2 separate regions of the Callithrix jacchus genome follow, and region 2 is linked to region 1. The links are chromatin contacts, called in public Hi-C maps. All regions are on one chromosome and are shown on one strand. The core of a region is the stretch at or near the end of the contact, and the rest is flanking DNA. Distances in the headings are between cores, read along the strand shown.

Region 1 (7,148 bases), core at 4,470-6,969:
TAGTAAAATAATATTTAACATTTTACTAAAACTTTTAACAAAAAATAATTTTTTGTCTTACTAAAAAAAAAAAAAATCACATATGGATGTGCCTTCAGAAAAAAAAAAAAAAAAAACCACAAAGGGTATCTAATATATCACGTATTAACATTTTTTAAAATGCCAAGACTTCTGACTCGAAATAAAAGCTCCATGATGCTTTCTGATACTCAGTCATTAGAAAAAAACAAAACATTCTAATACAACATTGTAACAAGACACACAAAGGCCAGGAGGTAGTAGAGTTCTGTAAATTATCTTACTAGAATGGGTCTAAGTTTATGAATAACATTCTCAAATGTATTTGCCTAAGAGCACTCACTAAATGCACAGTATAAAATTTTGCTTCTTAAAGATTCTAAGAAGTTGCCACATGCCAGTTGGTATCTACCAGTCTCATGTACTTCAAAAGTGTGACTTTAATTTTGCAATATGGGGTTAAAATATATACATAAATACCTTGGAAAACAGCATTGTTTATATATATATATATATATATGCAAAATACTGTGAATCTCAAACTGTGTAGTTCTTCCCACACATCATCTTATTGAAAAGCATCATTTCACAGACAAAACAGAGGCACAAAAGAGGCTATCTTGTCCCAGTGTTAAATAATTACAGGTTTCTTTAATCAAAGTTAATGTATTTTTTTAAGAGATGTGGGTCTCATTATGTTGCCCAGGCTAGACTTGAACTCCTAGGCTAAAATAATCCTGGGACTACAGGCATGCAGCACCATGCCGAGCTAAAATTCAATTTTCGCACTTCACGTCTTCTCTTGACAATACTGTACTGTTTGTTGTCCCCTTTTTGCCCTGCATCTTACCTTCCCCTCATCTCTGTCCCGCCATAACCACCTTGTGCAGTGCCTACTCTTTCCCTTCTTTCATCTTTTTCTCCACGTTCCATTTTCCTGTCATGTCCCTTTCCGATAATCGCTTTTTCTCTTCCCTCAGCTTAGGAGCATTCTTACATGTACGTCTTAGCAGGGAGCACCTGTAACCAGAGTTACCTGGGAGGTTGAGGCTGGAGGCTCACTTGAGGCCAGGAGTTCAAGACCAACCTGGAAACACAGCAATACTCTGACTCTTTAAAAAAAACGAAACAAAACAAAAAACTTTCCTGGCAGGATGGCATGCACTTGTAGGCCCAACTACTTGGGAGGCTAAGGCAGGAAGATCATCTGAGCCCAGAGTTCCAGGCTGCAGTCTGCAGTGAGGTATGATCCTGACACTGCACTCCAGTCTACACAACAGCAAGATCCCATCTTTCAAATAACAAAAAAAGTACATCTAACAGTATTTAAATAATTTGACAAGTATAAATTATTCAAATAGTTCAGTTATATAGATCAGAATTTAAGGTTACCTTTTTTACTATTCATTTCAAGCCAACATAATTGAGCACAAATATGTACTGTATTAATTTGAAGAAGCTTCTAGTTATCAGCAAGAAATAGATACCAGATCAAATCTTATAACTTGAAACACTAATTCTACTCATGTTTTTAACTATATTTTAGCTACAATATAACCACATGGAATTAACCAAACAATCAAATGTAAAAAGACATCGTTTCAACAAAGATAAAGGCAAGTTTTAAAGCTTAAGGTCAGCTGAATAACTCTTTTCTTCACTCTGTGACTTATTTAGCTATTCATAATCACACAATTGGAACATCAAAATATTTTCTGTCAAGGTATGATTTGATGAAATGAAGCAGGGAAAAAAAATATCTCACCTCCAATGGTACTCTCTTGAAATTCATGAAACTGGCCTTTCACAAAACGAAGCACTAGGCTTGATTTGCCAACAGCAGACTCTCCCAGAAGTACTAGTTTGAACTGGCATATTTTATTTCCAGTATTTGGCCCGTTGGGTCTTGTTGCACCTCGATTAGCCATGTCCAAATTTGAAATAAATCCCTAATTTCAGACTCTTCAATGAAGTTCCAGAATTCAAGGCGTCAATCTTCTTCTTTCTGGAGGTAAAGAAACCTGCAAAGAAACAATTATGAAGTAAATGTACAAATCAGTAAAGCAAATTTACTATTAATCACTTTAAATTTTGCCTATAGCATATTATGATTATTTTAAGCTCTACTAGACCTTCAACATCCTTTAGAATAGGTCACTATCTTTTACAGGAAATTTAAAGGTATAGGATTTGAGCTCAAAATCACTTTTTTTTTTTTTTAAGGCTAACCTCTCAAAGCTTCAACTTTGTGCCAGGCAGTACTTTAAGTACTTAACTTCTCAACAATCCTATAAAATGAGATATTATTACAATCCTTATAAATGAGGAAGCAAGCCCAGAGATGTGAAAAAGCTTACTTGAGGTCACAGAGTTACTGTGACAGAAGTGACACAGAGCTGAGTTTCAAATCCAGGGAACCTGAGAGATGACTCAAGAGTTCAAGTTCTAGAGCCAGGCTACTTGGGTTAACATTTTTTTTGAGAAAAATTATGTTATTAATAACTGAGAAGCTTTTAGAGCAGATCCAAGAATTTATTATTACTTAAAGTCTTCTGTTAAACAATGTTTAATGGTAATTTCGACAACAAATATTTTCAGTCACCTGGGTTTGTGTGCCTAATGGCGGAAAGACTTAAAACTGTTTCCTCATCTGCTCAAGTATACCACACATAGAAATGTTAACAGTTGTTTTCTGTGTGGTGGGATTATTACTCATTTATTTACTTACACTAACTAACTTTTTTGTAGTTTTTGGATGAACAATATGCATGCCATTTTTTATAAACTTTAATTTTTTTGAGAAAGGATTTTGCTCTCTCACCCAGACTGGAGTGCACTGCAACCTCAACCTCCTGGGCTCAAGCACTCCTCTTGCCTCAACCTCCTGAGTAACTGGGACTACAGGGCACTCAAAACCATGCTGGGCTCATTTGTCAGTACAGACATTGCCCTGCTATGTTGCCCAGGATGATCTAGAACTCCCAGGCTCAAGCAATCCTCCTGCCTCAGCCTCCCAAAGTGCTGGGATTACAGGTGTGAGTCACCATGGCCAGCCTGCAGGCCATTATTTTTTTTTTTAAACAACACAGTAAAAAAAACTAGCCTGAATGGTGACTTCTATGTGTTACCATTATCTAATAATGCTAACTTTTAATCTCTAAGGAATTAGTGAATATTTGAAGAACTTTTTTCAATCAACTCACAAACCAATGTTCACAGTTTCCTTCTATCTTTAACCAAAATCCAAATATATGCTAATATATCAAACCTGATGATTCCTTCTCTAAAAACCCTGCTATATTTCATTTAGCTACCTCATACAAGAAATATGTCTTTTGCACCAGAGACAGGGGCTTACACCAGTAATCCCCACACTTTGGGGTGAGATAGGAGGATTGCTTGAGACCAGCCTGGGCAACATAGTGGGATCTTGTCTCTATATTAAAAACAAAAAATGAAAGAAATATGCCTTCCTCATAAATTGAGTTTATAAAAAACACTCTTCATAATGAACTAACATATCCATGAGATGTTCTTAAGGCAATAAAATTGCCTCCCTGCCTTAACTAAACACCAGCTTTTTAGAGTCCTTATCTTTTACCATTACATACTGAAATATTTAAAGACAGAATATCTGAGTTGCTTCCAAATAACAAGGTATAAATAAAAATGCCCCCTCCCCCACAAACACTAGATTTGGGGGTCTAATCCTGGCGACACCAATTTCCGCCTGGGCAAACTCTTTAATTTCCAAGTCTCTATTCCCATAATATCTAACTTGCATAGCTGCTGTGAGAATTAAATGAAACAACACATGTAAATAATCTCTAATACACACAGTAGGGACTGAAATTGCCTATAATGTGGTCCTTTGATAAGAAAATGATAAAATACCAATAGAACATCATATATTCTGAAAATGTACCAACACATCTTCAGATATTATACACTAAGTATCAACTGAAACATTTTCCATTTATCCTTTTAACTACTAAATAAGAAATTATTTATCAGGGACAGTATGCTCCAAATTTCTAAGGTACTTCCAAAATTTCAGGGACAGCAGACTCCCACTCTCTCACTAAAAAAAAAGAAATCAAAATCAAACAAGATTCTGATTTCACTTTGACTTTTAAGGTTCAAAGCTACTCAATTGTGGTTACTCCCCCGACCCCCAGCCCCCCATTCCCACCCAGGGATCTCAAACAAGAAATAACTTAATAGTAAACATACACTTAGCCTAACACTAAGGTTAAAAATTAAGTGCATTCATTTGTGTTCACTTCTTACTGAAACTCGTTTTGCAAAACAAGAATCTTGCAAAATATACATTTATAATCTTTTAAAAATAACTGTTATTCATTCTATAGTTAAAATCCTTCTACGGGTTGTTTGATCAAAAAATTTACTAATTTGTGCCGGGCACTGTTCCGTGTACTTTGCTTACACAAATGCTGAGTTATCACTTCCATTTTACTATAGGAATAAAGTTTATGAGCAATCCTCAGTATTCCCAGAGGTGCAACTGTTTTGTCTCATTATGTGTAAGGCAACAACTGATTGAACGCCTTGATTCCACTAAAGCGATACAAAAATTAAATATGCGAACTATGACGTTCTGAACTCAAAAGTTTGGAAGTCTCAGAAGGTAAAGCAGCTTCCAGGGAAGACATCAGAGCAACTTTCAAGGTCTCTACACAGTGAAGGAGTTCAGCGGTCCTGTTATCTTGAATCTCTTTAGAGCCGTAATACACTACCTTCCACATATATAAGAGGCGAGTCTCTAGACAGGCTGTTTTGACAAGGCCCCCACCCCCTCCACCACCGGTGTTTGGAAGTTGAGAGTAGGCGGAGCTCCCCACATTCACACCTGCAGTAGGCCCGGGTTCCTGCTAGGAGAGCACTTGAGTAGCTAATAGCCAACTCCAGCTCTCCTGGATAAGCAGCACTCGCCAGGTCCCTTGGCCTTTCCAACCTCCTCCCCCGAACCTAGCCGGCTTTGACCGAGACCCCCAGAACTGCCAGGACAGGGAACAGGCGGAACCGCGGCCTCCAGTACACTTTCCACGGCGCCATCTTGAGAAGGGAAAGGGTGACACCCGTCGCTCCCTCAGTCAGTCCCCAAATCCCGGTCTCCAGAGCCCCTTGAGGATGAGTCACCAGGGCTGGCAGAACAAGACGCTGAGTTCGGAAGTTCTCTGGCCCAGGACACTGGTGCGCGTGAGGGAAAAGGGGCGGGGGTCTCAGTGCCGGCAGGGCCGCGGACAGGCTGGGGACCGCGGATAACGTGGGGTCCATGCCCCCGCTGCGCAGGGGGAGGGGCGGTTCGGTTACCTGAGACAGCAGCAAGCGGAGCTGCGGGGCCGAAGCTTCCTGGCAGCAAGGCCCAGGCGTGGCCCGTGGGACGAGTGTGTCTATGGCGGTGGTGGTGGTGGCGGTGGTGTGTGCTCTTCGCGCCGCTCCCCTCACACTGGACTGTGCGGGGCTCCTGCTGTGGTGCCGCCCCTGTCGGGCTCCGTCTCCGCCTCTCGCCGCTCCGCCTTCCTCTTTCCTTTCTCCTCCTCCTCCGCCGCCGCCGCCGGCGCTCGAGTTCCGACTAATTCTGCCTCCTCCTCCCTCTGCCTCCTCCCCTCAGGCCAGCCGCCGGCTCCTTCACGAACCAAAACACAAACACTCAGGTCCCACCGCTGGAGCCACTTCCGCTGCCCGGTGTCGGCCCCACCGCCACGTCGCCGCACGCAACGAACTACGCCCCTTCGTCACTTCCCGTCACTGCCAGTCCGCCCTCTCCAGCCGTTTCCCCGCCCCTTCCCGAATCCCTCCCCGCCCTGGTTTGTTCGCGGGGCGGGGCGAGGCAGAATGTCACGTGACCCTGCGAGAGGCTCTGAGCCGCTCTGGCCGCCTTTCTTCCCTTCCCCCACCGCAGATGCGCGGGGCACGCCCTCTCCAGCGCCACTGTTAGCTGGGCGAGGGTCTCTGGGCTGCAGGCTGCTGGGGGCGGGGAAAATTCCTTTACTCTCCTTTGGGAGAAGACCAAAAGAACTTGTGTTTTGTTTTTTTTTCTGTGCCCAGCCCTTGTGGGAGCAGAGAGGTTCCCTCACCCCAATCTGGCACCTTTGCGAAGGGGCTTTATTAGAGGGCACTTAGACGTCTTAACTCCACAGAACCTCTTCCCTCAAAACGTCCCTGGGGTTGGGTGGGTCGATAAAGACTGGTAAATCGCACTTACCCTAAGGAGGAAGAGAGGGCCCTCTCTATCCCAAAAGTCGCCTTTAGGCGCGTAACAATAAGTCGCTTCCACTGAGAGTTTACCTGGTTTTGGTAGGGGGCGGGTAGGGTCAAATCCTAAAATAGTATCTAGCTTTTTTACTGCACTAAATGCTTTACAGGAATTATCCCGTTGAATTCTTACACTAGGAGTCTTTCATTCTGAAAATAACTTGTTAACGCCTGTTCCCTACATTCGAATTTTAATTCACCTTAGTGGTCCTCACCGCTGTAAACCTGTATCTAGCCCAGTGCCTGGCAGCCAAGTCTTCAGTCCCAGCGATGGATGTTTTACAGGTAAAGAATTTGAGGCAGAAGATGTTAATTTGTCCGAGATCACTGCTGGGTGGTGCCGAAGCTGAATTCTAATCTGCGGGTTGGCTCCAGAATGTGAGTTGCTGAACACAATTCTGGTGAAAGATAACCCAAGACCTTCGTTCCCCTACACGGGGGACCTACTGAAGATGTGCTTTTGTTGGACCCCACCCCACAATCAGTCTCTGGCGAGGCTTCTGCCCCAGCCCCTGCCAAAAAAATTGTTTTGGTAATTTGGTTGAAGAATATTCCATTGATCTTTCCCTTGGAATAAAGGCTACTTTTCAGTTTGCAGTTTACAATGTATAGCTCTGTTGTGAGGGCGAGAATATTGTCTTTGAAGCGCACCAGGTTAAGGTATCCTGTGGGTGCGCAGTCGGCATTGTGCCATGAAGATGATTTGAACTTTGAACAGCCAGTCTTTCATAGTAACTACCCAAGTGCCAGAAGAACGTAGTGTGTCATACGTAAATTGTACCTGTGGCGTTTTATCTACAAGGAGTTCCAATATGAACTGTTAGTCATGGTAATAGCTCTTGGACAATCCC
Region 2 (6,520 bases), core at 3,463-5,962, 220 kb before region 1:
CAGGAGGGGGAGGTCGCAGTGAGCTGAGATTACGCCACTGCACTCCAGCCTGGGCAACAGAGTGAGACTCAAAAAAAAAAAAAATGCTTTCCAGCACTACCTAACATCACCTCACACTCCAGCCTGGGCAACAGAGTGAGACTCAAAAAAAAAAAAAAAATGCTTTCCAGTACTACCTATGATCACCTCACATACCAACAGTGGTATGCTGGACACACCTTGGTAAACACCAACCCAAATACTTGTAATTAGTAAATGCATGACTCTCCAAAGTAACAAGGTCGTACCTTCTCCTTTATTCTTCTCCCTGGCACAACCTCCCCCATTCAACCTTCTTAAAAGAGCTTTATGTACTCACTTTCTCCAATTCCTTTCCTCCTATCTTCTCTTGAACCCACTTCAACCTGACGTTTACCCCTACCACTCCACCACCTGGCTTCTAAGACACTGCTTTTCATCAGTTTCTCCTGGACACACTTCAACTTTCTTCACTGGTTTCTCCTTTCTCCTCAATCTCTTAATGTTGATGAGCCCACCAACTTAATGCTGGTGACCTGAAGCTTCTTCCTTTCTCTGTCCATACTCATTCCCTTGCTTATCTGCTTCATTCATATGACCTTAATTTGTTAAATACAGTTAATTAGCCATTCCCAAAGACTTCCTCACATTTGTACATGGTAAGCCTTTAGACATTTAAATGATTTGATGAAATATCAAAGCATTAATAAATTAAAACTTATTTAAAGTTACGGCATCATGATAAAGGACACAGGCCCTGGAATCAGACTTACACCAAACCTTGAACCTGGCTTCATGCTTACTAGATTCACCACATTACACCTCAATTTCTTCAACTGATAAAATAGGTTTAATAACATTGCCAACTTTATAAGCTTTATCATGAGGGTAAAATGATAACTCATAAAATATTCATATAAAGCACCGGCATTTGCTGGCACAAAGTATGCCCTCATTCAGTGTTAGCCATTATAATTCAATTAAATGTTCCTATGTCTCGCTATGCTAAGAGAAATGGGAGCCACTTAAAAAAAAACAAAAAACAAAAAAAACTGTAGGACATGAACGTTACCATACAATAAATAATAGCCTTATGAAAGCAATACATATGCATATTTCTGAAAAATACAAATGAATCATAAAAACAGCATAAAGTGCTATCTATTCTTTGAAGTCTTCTGCCCACTTTATGAATGTACAAACTCGCCAAAGCCTGTTCCTATTGAGCTGAAAAAAGTACTAAACTAATAAAAGCAGATGTCAAAAAAATGAAACATTTTGATGCTTCTCTGTATTTCAGTTCTGACGATTTTGGTCACCAAATCACTAATTTTTGTATTGCTATTCAAGTTAATCCACACTACAATCTATGATAACTACTGTATGAAACTTTCTCAAAAAATATTTTTTAGAATATTAATTCGAGAGAGGAGACAAATTAATATATTTTTTGACTGCCAAATAAACAGAGAAGAGTTTTATTTAATTTTTTCTTTAAAAACCGTAAGGAGATCATGAGAGAACATAAACCAGAAAGAAAAAATAAAAATACAAAATTATTATAATAATAAAAACTAAGGACAGGTCTAAGTATACTGGTTCATGCCTATAATCTCAGCACTTTGGGAGGCCAAGGCAGGAGAGTGGTTTGAGCCCAAAAATTTGAGACAAGCCCAGGCAACATAACAAGACCGTCTCTACAGAATTTTTTTTATTATTATCTGGACATAGCAATGCATGCCTATGGTCCCAGCTACTCAAGAGGCTGAGGTGGTAGGATCACTTGAGCCCGAGAAGTTAAGGCTCTATGCGCCATGATTGCGCCACTACACTCCAGCCCGGGCAGCAGAGTGAGAAACCCTGTCAGAAGAAAAGAACAACTAAGGAGAAATCAAAAAGAAAGAGAAGGTATCAAGTCAGTGCAGAACTTCAGCTCCAAAGTAAAAATCAAAGTCAGTAAAATCTGCATAGAGTAATAAATATTAGGCACAAGGCAGTTAAAGATTAAAAATTAGCAGTTTTACTGGGATTTTAGGAACTTGCAGGGGAGAATGTGAGTGTTCATTATATATATATATATATACACACACCTTTTTGTGTGTTTGTGACAGCGTCTCACCCTATCGCCCAGGCTGGAGTGCAGTGGTGTGATCTCGGCTCACTGCAACCTCTGCCTCCCAGGTTCAAGCGATACTCCTGCTTCAGTTTCCTGAGTAGCTGGGATTACAGGCGTGTGTCAACATGCCTGGCTAACTTCTTGTTCTTTAGTAGAGATGGGGTTTTCACCATGTTGGCCAGGCTGGTCTCGAACCCCAGACCTAACAATCCACCCACCTCGGCCTCCCAAAGTGTTGGGATTACAAGCATGAGCCACCACACCCGGGCTCATTATATTTTAAGTACATCATAAAGCTGAAATTAACAAAAGTAGAAATAACATGCATTCACATTTTGAAAAACCCTGAAAGTAATGCAGCTACAAATATTCACTATTTGAGAGCAAGAGTTTTAAGAAGTTAAAATGATTTTAATTATGCCATAACCATTCTAATATCTATTAATTAAACAAGGAATTTTGACTACTTGGGTCCCCTTTCATAGGTTCTTCTCAGTTTATCAGCTAGATGACGTGTTCCTATACAACTTTGCTGATATAATTCAACCATGGATTATCTCTGAATGAGGCTGGGTACTACTGTGTTATAATAAAAGGGAGAAATAGCAGACTATAGTCTAGTTGTTAATAGCATGGACTTTGGAGCCAGGCTTCCTGGGTTCAAACTTCAATTCACACGTACTCTTTGAAATATACACATTTGTTCAAAAAGGAATATGTGCACTCTTCCTGGCAACAGTTGTAGTTTCCACAATATTTTAAAAGAGCTGTTGATTCCAACAGGAATTCAGTTCCCTAAAATCAGAGGCAGTAGTACATTTTGGTACATACAAGTTACTCATGCTAGGACTCTGGTGGTATTTTCCCTCATCGCCCCTAAATTCAGCCATTTCTATTATTGATTATTGAAGGCTTTAATAATAAAGACCTGATTTGAAGTCTGACTCATTCTTAAAAGCGGAACAGGCAAGACACACCTTAAAAAGTCAGAATCTCCAAGCCTTTGGTCAGGGCCAGCTATATAATCTGTGTAGGCCAATGTGAAATGAAAATATGACGCTCCTTGTCCCAAATGCAAGACAAATACCTTCAGCTTACCGGTAAGTAGAGAAGGACTGAAAAGAAAAGGAATTGTGGAATGTCTTATCTTTCCTTTTCCTCTCATGCCATCACTTTTAGTGTAAGTGGTTAGAAAATACAATAAGGTGGTTGGGCATGGTGGCTCAGCCTGTAATCCCGGTTTGGGAGGCTAAGGTGGGTGGATCACTTGAGTTCAGAAGTTTGAGACCAGCCTGGGCAACATGGGGAAACCCTGTCTCTACAAAAAATACAAAAATTAGCAGGGTGTGGTGGTGGATGCCTGTAATCCCAGCTGCCTGGGAGGCTGAGGCAGGAGAACTGCTTGAACCTGGGAAGTGGAGGTTGCAGTGAGCTGAGATCGCACCACCACTCCAGCCTGGGAGCAAGACACCGTCTCAAAGAACATAATAATTTCAAGATGGCAAGTGTGAGCCTTTCTGAGCACTTTGCACTTAGGTCTCTAAGTACAAAATAAGTGTTTCATGGAAGCCATTTAGTGAGCATCCTGAAGACTGTAAGACATAGGGCAGCAGGAAACCGTGACAGACACAAACATTGCATGAATTACATTTGCTCACAAGATTGCTCCATTATCTCATCAGACATCACTTACAAAACCTACGTTCAAATATCAACCACTAAGCATTTCAAGATGGCAACAGCAGAGCATTAAACCAAATTCACAACGCTTCTAAGAGCACTGGTTGCCTGCTCATGAAGCTGGCCTTACTCTCTGCTCACTTTCACTTCATACTCTCTGACCTCAAACAAAAAAACCCTCTGCCCATTCTCACTAGAGTGGGCATGTGCTAGTTACCTTTAAAAAAGAACAGGTTGGGTTCACACCTGTAATCCCAGCACTTTGGAAGGCCGAGGCGGGTGGATCACGAGGTCAGGAGTTCAAGGTCAACCTGGCCAAGATGGTGAAACCCCGTCTCTACTAAAAAATACAAAAATTATCCCGGCATAGTGGCAGGCGCCAATAATCCCAGCTACTCGGGAGGCTGAGGTAAGAAAGTATAAAGCAGGTACTAAGGGGCTTTAGGGGAAGATAAGTCTTCCTCTACAGTGAGAACTTCAGTATACACAGGAGTAAGTCCAGCCAAGGGAAAGAATGTTCTTGACAAAACAGCATTAGCAAAAGTAGTAGGAATTTTAAGGCAATTAAAGAAAATGTACAAGTGGTATAACCAGAAATCATGGTGCTCTATGAGGATAAAATATCTTAAAGGAGTTTGGACTGCACCTTAAATGCAATAAGGAGCCACTGGGAAGTTTCCTATTTGATACTTGCTTTGTAAAAATATTACTCTATGAAGAATATAGAGAGTGGAGTCTGCAGTCAGAGTGGGTACTAGTGGAATTTAGGGAATGAAATTAGGTTGGACGCTGGATTAGTGGGGAAAAGTGGGCGTGAGAAAAACTTAAGTTTAGAGGACAGTGTGACTGACCGGACGGGCGGGGAAAGGTTAAGAGAGGATAAAGATCATTAAGGATGATTTATCAGGCTTCTGGTCGGTTACCTGGATGGATGTTGGTGCCATTTCCCGAGAAGAGTGTTAAAGAGCCAGAGGTATACGGCAAAGAGAAAGAACATGAAGGTAAATTTCAGATATCTAAAGTTTCCCTAATAATACCTCTTTAACCCAGAATTTGCTCCCTGTTTGGCTTTTAACTTCCCTAGAAGCTGCCTCCGTGTTGCAAAGCTGGCTGACTGCTTAAACGGGCAACCAAAGAGATTCTTCTCACAAGAGGGAGCCTTTGAGCACAACCCGGGACATTGGAAGCTGTCAGGCTGAAGAAAACAAGAAGCTTTGGACTACCTAACACACCCCGCCTTAAAGGTCCCGGAGCGACTCCACCCTTAAAAGCCCCGCGTCTACGAATAAAAAATCCCGGCGCGTTGCGGATTGCGGGTTGCGGGTTGCGGGCTCCGCCCCCGGGAGAAGCTGGGGGCCGGTGGGTGCCCGGATGTGGACGTGAGCGAGTGTGCGTCACGTGACGTCGCCTGATCTGACGGGGCTCTGCCTGCGCAGGTGGTGTTGGGTGCGTCAACCAACCAATGGATGAGCGAGGCGGAGAATTTCGAATGTGGCGGCGGAAGTTGCAGGCGACTGGAGACGGTGCTGCGGCCCTGTAGGGCCCAGCGCGCCGGGCTCGTGCGTGGCGGCAGAACCTTGAAAAGCCTTGAAATGTTAGGAGGAGGAAGATAGCTGTGGCAGAAGTAGTCACCAAGGTATCGTTGTGGACACGCCTGCGGCAGGAGGCTCGCCGGGCCCATATCCGCCAGCCCCACCTCCCCTCGGCTTTTCCGGAGTCCCTGAAAGAGTAGGACGTAGTTTTTAAGGTGTGAGGCTAGGGCGTAGTGATGATCCCTGTTTGACTTCCCTTCGGTTCTCAGTATCGTTCTAAATTCGGTGGCCGAAAGCGTGGGCTGTGGAGTCCCACTGACCGCGCGCTTTTTGCCGTTCAGCCACTCGATCTGCGTTTTCAGATGTTCCGGCTTCTATGTTAAGTAAATGGAGATCCTAACTTCCTGCTTTTCAGAATTGTGTAGATTAAGTGATGTGCAAAGCTTTTTACAGTAGTTAAAAGTCTGCTCAACCTAAAGACACAAGAAAATTGACAGCAGTTCTTTGTGCAGCGTTTTAAGGTTGACGTCCTTCCTAGTCCAGGCCATTATCTTCCTCAGTTGCCCTGGAGAGGCCGGCACTGACTAGTGTCCTACTTGGCTGTCTTCGCAGCAGGACTAATTTGAGATCAAATATGCTAGGTTTTTTTTTAATCCAGAACGCTTACGGGAGTACTGTACAGATTGAGACCGTCACCTCGCACTGTAGCCTTTCTTTGCTTTCATTCTGTCTTCCCCACCCCCTGCTATCACCTTCGCCTTAAACAGGATATAAAACTTTTATTATGGAAAGTTTCTTTTGTGATTTTAACTTGATTAAAAGTAATAACTAAAACTTTTTAGGTAAAGGCTTTGCCTTTAAAATAAACTAAATCAGTAACTTAATCTTTATGACTCTCAAACATCTCCAATTCTAACTGAATTGTGTGAAATAACCTTACCATTAGTGCTTTTAAAAATAGATGCCCTAGCTCTGCTAAGAACCTCCCAGTATGTATTGTATATACCTTGGTAGAAAGAAAGCCCTTAAGTGGTATCTACAGTATCTATATTTAAGATTCCAGACACTGCATAAAGGAAAATAAGGCCTGGAGAAAATACTCAAGAGAGTGTAAGGTTTAGGAAGATATCCTTTATGGTGAAATTGTATGCATAGATTATTATTGGAAACAAGT

What was found. A called contact is a pair of places that touch in the nucleus more often than the background predicts.
Region 2: a Hi-C map of skeletal muscle shows a contact between it and region 1, with 2.8 times the contacts expected there. The contact joins the promoter of SGO1 here to the promoter of RAB5A in region 1. A contact is called at or near these places in 2 of 3 Hi-C or Micro-C datasets (both in skeletal muscle).

Annotation. Positions count from the first base shown.
Region 1 is chr17:58,460,872-58,468,019 of calJac240_pri, reverse strand. RAB5A (RAB5A, member RAS oncogene family) reads right to left here and starts at 5,719. Exons shown (of 6, transcript XM_002759644.4): 1 at 5,353-5,719; 2 at 1,784-2,039. The coding sequence starts at 1,946.
Region 2 is chr17:58,678,775-58,685,294 of calJac240_pri, reverse strand. It overlaps SGO1 (shugoshin 1), which reads left to right and starts at 4,712. Exons shown (of 8, transcript XM_078354397.1): 1 at 4,712-4,815.